Regions from separate parts of the Pan troglodytes genome. Here region 1 is linked to region 2. Evidence: chromatin contacts called from public Hi-C data. All regions are on one chromosome and are shown on one strand. Each heading gives the region's core, a stretch centred on a gene start, on an enhancer-like site or on the middle of the called end of the contact. The rest is flanking DNA. Distances are from core to core; before and after follow the strand shown. Region 1 has its middle 160 kb from the start of CENPW. Region 2 overlaps TRMT11 (tRNA methyltransferase 11 homolog).

What was found. A called contact is a pair of places that touch in the nucleus more often than the background predicts.
Region 1: a contact with region 2 is called in a Hi-C map of induced pluripotent stem cells, with 1.8 times the contacts expected there. The contact joins two enhancer-like sites. A contact is called at or near these places in 2 of 7 Hi-C or Micro-C datasets (induced pluripotent stem cells and stem cell-derived neural progenitor cells) and 1 of 1 other capture datasets (stem cell-derived neural stem cells).

The regions. Positions count from the first base shown.
Region 1 is chr5:138,057,763-138,060,889 of NHGRI_mPanTro3-v2.0_pri, forward strand. No RefSeq gene overlaps it. Among named protein-coding and RNA genes, the nearest start is that of CENPW, 160 kb to the right of the region's middle. Within about 2 kb of position 1,864, at least 1 of the 24 cell types and tissues checked has an H3K27ac peak or open chromatin away from gene starts, as enhancers often do. A contact at or near this core is called in induced pluripotent stem cells, where this site is marked.
Region 2 is chr5:137,910,327-137,913,130 of NHGRI_mPanTro3-v2.0_pri, forward strand. All of the region lies in intron 12 of TRMT11 (tRNA methyltransferase 11 homolog), which reads left to right. Among named protein-coding and RNA genes, the nearest start is that of TRMT11, 47 kb to the left of the region's middle. Within about 2 kb of position 1,450, at least 1 of the 24 cell types and tissues checked has an H3K27ac peak or open chromatin away from gene starts, as enhancers often do. A contact at or near this core is called in induced pluripotent stem cells, where this site is marked.

The sequences.
Region 1 (3,127 bases), core at 614-3,113, 150 kb after region 2:
CTACATGTCAGGTTTCACATATAGCAAAGAATAACTATAAGACAGCTCACAAATGAGAGTGAAGTATATACTTTTCAAAGATATTCACTTAGCACTCAAGCAAGTAAAATGATTTTAAACTTTTTCTGTTTTCTGAAATATTGTTATAAGGTTCAAATGCCTAAAAAATATGAACACATTTTAACTTACCTCTAATAATTAGGGAAGAAAACTTAAAAACACACAAATTAAATTCATGCTTATTGAATTTTTTTCAATTATAGACTATATCCAACTCTGTCAAACCAGTTTCTATATAAGAAAGGAGAAAAACCTATTTGTAAACTATAATAAATCAATATGCCTGAATCAAATTTCCTTTGTTAGAATAGAATATGCTATGTGATAAAGGACTGAAAAAATAGTTTGGGATGAAAGAAATTGGAAAAAAGATATAACTTTATAGACAAAACTTCAATCATTGTATTTTTTGATCATTGATTCATGAGGTTATATTTTCAGAAATATTTTATTTGGTCATCTTAGATGATCTACAAAGATTACCTATTGTGAATATGTATTATAATTTTTTAAAAATATACCTGAGTATATTTTATGCCATTCAAATCAGAATTTGTACCAGAGAGCTAAATATTCTGTATAAGTGATAAATACCTTGTCCAAGCCATAGTAATTATTGCCATTAGCCAAGTGAACCTAGTATCACCTTCATTCATTATACAGTCTATCATGTTCTCAGAAAGGACGCAAGGACAATTTAGCAAGGATGTGTAGTTTATCATGTTTATAGCCAGGAGGCCAGGAAAATTTACGCAGGGAAAATTTGGCAAAGAAAATTTAGTGTTAGAGTTATAAACACAGTAATTCCTAACATGTTAGTCCTTAAATGGATTACTGTAAAGAAGGTAGTAAGTTTAGGTCAGAGCTATGACATATAGAAACAAGAATGATTCATATACTTTTAAGACAGTATTCAAATCAATGAGTTACTATCTATTTTTCTTCAACAACTGCTTATGCATGTGGCAATATGAGCCTAAGACAGGTGCTGATGCCTTAGTCACTTGGCCACACAGTTTTGTGGTTTACGAGTCATGGGAATCGCTTGTCTTACTCTGACTGCTAAAGTTCTGTCCTATTGTCTTTTCATGTAATAGAAACATGACTCTGATGACAAAGCCCAACTAATTACACGACTTAATTTAATAGTTTAAAGCGCAAAGGGCATTCCCTGAGCAGTAAAATCTTTTGTTTGGAAATTTTAAAACAAATCATATTTTACTTTATGTTTTATATTTATGTAATAAGTATTTACAAGAACACAATTTTTTCAAGATTTAAACTGCTCATTGTTCCATAAATAGGACACACATTTAGAAAGAGGATTTTTTTTTTTAAAGGAATATTTTAGTAATTACTTCTGGCTAAAAACATAAAACTCTTTTAGTGCTTGATGTTACTGGAACCTTGCTCTAGATTATTTTTTGAATCTTTGCTGTGAGGTTAAGAATAGAAATGTTTTCACTCCCAATTATTGCTTTGAATTAAGATTTTGTGTCTGGGTGAAATTTTCCTCTGGCTTAATGCATGACCAGGCTGGTAGAAATGTTTCACCTAAATCCTCTTATTTTTGTTAAAACATTCATAATCCCAAACCCTAATAGTTGGAAGTGCATGTGATAATTGTTAGTCCCACTCCTGTCCTCATTTTATAAATTCCCCTGACAACAGCCTTGCTTAAGATTATCACCTAACTTCTGTTTGATTTCTTCCAGTGATAGAGAAGTTTCTGTTCAATTTAGGCCTCTTGGGTCATGTTACCAACTGTTTTTACCCTAATACAGATTCCTACATATCAAAGAGTTTTGTGGGTTGGACCAAGGAGCAAGAAGGCTTTACCTTAAAAGGTCAGGAATGTAAATTGCCCAAGGTGAACTCTGATTTAAAAGAAAAGGGCACCATTGTTCCAGTGGGATTGTGATTATGATAGTTAATAGAAAACATTGTCAGCCATGTTGGCTCTGGGGATGAAGAAGAGGGTGTTTTCCAAGACTGGGATTGATGTTAGTATCCTGTGAGTGTAAAGTGTTCTAATATCTGGCCTGTTTTCAGGAGAGCTGAGGCAACTGAGGCAGCTTACTGAGCCAAAGTTCTTACTAGCCTTATTTCCTTTCCTTTATTAATTCTATTATTTTAATGGCTTTTTGTTAACACTTAGAGGTAAGGAATACAGTTTGCCAAATACATAGCAAGTCATCCTGTCAAAAACAGATATTTCAAGATAAAACTCCTTGGTCTGAAAAGACAGATTCAAAAGAAATTGTAGACAGTTTCTACTATCAATGATTTTACAGACTGATGGAGATAAGACAGGAGATAACAACCTCGTAGATAAAGCATATAAAACATGAAAGCTTTTATAACTTTATAGAATGTAAATATTACATATTAACATAAACTCTAGAATGCACAGGTTCATCAAAGCAGAATGGGATTGAGAACCTTTCTACAAAAAGGATGTAAAGAATATGACTTTTCAGGGTTGAGGGAAAGATTTTGGGGAATGAAGAGGTGCTCTTTAGGAGGTACGGATGGGGGATCCTGTGATAATCAGCATATCCTCGCAAAGCAGAAGGGTTGAAGGGAGTTTGTCTGTGAATAGAGCCTTGCTGACTTGGGTAGCATTTCTTCTTTTTTTCCCACTTCTTGGTGGTCGTTTCTTCAAGAGGATTTGGACTTACCACTCAGGAAGACCTGGTATAGACTGCTTTACTGTGCATCTGGGCTAATGGGGTTTGATTGTTGAAGGCCTTAGTGGTCTCTTTTTGAGGACCCCTTTTTGTCATCTTCCCTTATGGGGTCTGTGCTTGAGATCAGTATGGTAGCCTGACCCCTGACTCCCCCAACCCCACCATGCAGTGTGACCCTTTTCCAGGTGTTTAAGCCTCTTCTCTGGGACACCTTGTACAATACTATATTACATTTCCTCCTGACTTGAGCTTGCAGCCTTCATTCCTGTGCAGGTAGGCAGACAGCTTTAAAGATTTGCTCTTAGAGGGATTACTTTTGGAACTTAGGACTCTGGTGATTTCCTGAGCTGAGAATGACTTTGCCCAGGAAATAATGA
Region 2 (2,804 bases), core at 200-2,699:
TCAGAATCCTTTACATAACCTTTATGTCAGCCTGATCTACTTCTGGCCTGTCCAGTCTCATCTTGTGCCACCTTCCCTTTTGCTTACCAGTTGTTATCCACCCTGGCCGTACCATAGTCTTTCAGGTCCCAGAATGGATTTACCTCCTTTTAGTCTCAGAGTCTTCTCACACGCACTGTGTTTCCTCTTCCTAGAATGTTTTCTTCCCCTCTTTTCATATGAGTAAATTTAATTCATCCTTTAGGTCTCAGATAAATGTCACTTCCTGAGAGAAGCCTTTCTTGTCCTTTCCCTTCACCGCTTCTGGATAGGTGTTTCCTTCTATTCTTCCCATATTCTTTTCTTGCCAGTGTTTAATCACAGTTTGTAAGTATATGTCTGGATGTACATTGTTTAATGTCTGTCTCTCCCACCACTGTACAAGCTCTGTGAATTCACGGAACTTGACTCTTTTGCTCACGATGCAATAAATATTTATGGAAAGAATACTGACTTTTAAGTGATTACTCTAGGCCGTTCTAGAATAAAAACAATCACATCAGTGGTATTTAAATCATCCATTTAAAGGAAGAGTAGGAACAGATAGTTATGGTAGCCAAAAGTTTTCTGTTTGAAAATACATTGAATTTTATCATTACCCTGATACTACTCTTCAAAAATCAGTGGGACAAAAACATTTTAATCCTATGATCCCTAGGCCTCATTTCTCATGAGAAGCAAACCAATAAAGCAGCTGAATTGACGTATTGTGGAAAATTATAACACCTTCCCTTTATTTAAGAAGGAGGTGATAAAAGAGAATAGCAAATTCTGGGAGAAGGCAGTAATTAGGAGGATAGTTTTATCTAAGTGGAATTCTCAATGAAGAATCTTTCGTATGTTGGAAGTCTGAGCAGTTTATGATGGTCAGTTTGAGAAACGTTTTTTTATATATGTATTCTCACAGTATAATCCAGAGGGTCATGAGTTGCGTTTAAAGCAGCAGTTTCAAATGTGACTACAGAACATACAGCTTGATTTATTTTCTTGAGAATGAATTCCCCATTAGATTAAAATTTATTATAAGTGGCTGAAATCGTTTTAGCATCTTTTTTGGTTCTTTTTAATGCTGTATTTTTGATATATAGTTGTAAACATAGATTGACTTGAATAAGGTCACGTTTATATACCTTTCTTTCTTGTTCTAGAGAGTAGTTTGGAATTTTAGGTCGGACACTGAGACAGTGTTACACGTTAGAATCGCTGAGGTGAATATGTAGTTGTCTATTTCTCCATCATTATTTAAAAATGAAATGGTGTGAATAAATGCTAACATTCCCTGAGGAAAAGGCCAGCCTGGTCATGTTGGGACTGTGGGACTCTCGATGTTTACAGCAATCCGGGACTCACAAACAGCTATCAAAACGGTGCTCCTGGCAGATGCATGGTCTGCTGTGCTGTAAGCTATTTCAGTTCACATCAGGAAGTACTCTAAAGAAGGATTGCTATGCTCCAGCCAGCAGAGGGTAGTGTACACATGAAAGTTAACTACCAATTTGTAAGCCTTCCTTTGGTTTCTTTGGCAAGTGTGTTAAAATTCCTCGAGTGGTTTATGTTTAGAATTAGCAGTACTGATAGGACAGGAAATTGGCTGGGTGGGACAGTGGTTAAAGGAGTCCTGCCTAAAACTTTAGATCTGAAATATGTGCTACCATAATGTTGCTGTTCAGTGAGGAATGTCCTCTAAATGTCAAACTCTATTTTGAATGACCCACTAATCCACCATGTGGGAAATTAACTCTTTAGCCATTGTTTTGATGTAATTTCTACTAAAAAAAAAGAGAATCATAATGGGAAAAACATGAGTTTTGAAGTCTGATTTAGGCTACAATTCTGGCAATGCTACTTACCAGCTGTGTGATTTGTGGTGGATTATTTAAACTCTTTAGCCCCATTATGTCCCTATCTGTAAAATTTAGATGATACTTTTCTGCAAAAAGATACAGAAAATTAAATAATTATGTAATAACACATAGTTGGTAGGAAATATATCTTCCTTTCTTGAATCATAACTTGTGTATTTCTTATAATGTTTACAATTGCTGATTGTCTTAAAAGGATAAATGATAGGGCTGAATGCTGTATATCTTCCTTATGTAGCCATTTATGGCTAGCACAAATTTACCTACAGAAACTCTTCTGATTATAAAAAATGATAATAGTATAGTCAATAGTCTTAATATTTTATTCATATCGTCTTAATTACTATCAATGGTTAAGAAATTTGGAAATTGTAGTCTTTTTATCACCATAGTCTTCTCTCTTGCCATTTCCTAATTCTTGTGTGTTTTTATTTTTCCATCAAATAGGTTTTGCTTACTAAACATTGGCAGAACTCGGGTTTTATGATACGTAGGTGATATCACAATGAATAGTGGTAGACAGATTTAGAAATGTTAGCGAAACCAAAAGTCAAACACTGGGATGAGCTTGAGTTAATGGGGAGATCAAAGATTGTGTTTGCTGAGGATACTCTTCTCCTTTTAAGTAAGCACTTTGGCCTTTGAGATACTGTGCTGAAAAAAAAAAAAACTTGCAGATATTCCTGGTTGAGATGCACAGGGAATGTGAATAGAGAAGAGTCATGAAAAGGTGATGAAAAATATGTAGAGTTGAATATCATCGTCTCAGATGTAAGCCCTGGCAAACTAAACCAAAGATAGGATGAAAGAGAAGTAGAGAGAAAAGAGAAAACAAAAAATGAGTTTGCCATTTTTTTTTTAGCATTAAGGTAATAAAAGTTCTGAATGCTGCATAGAGTATAG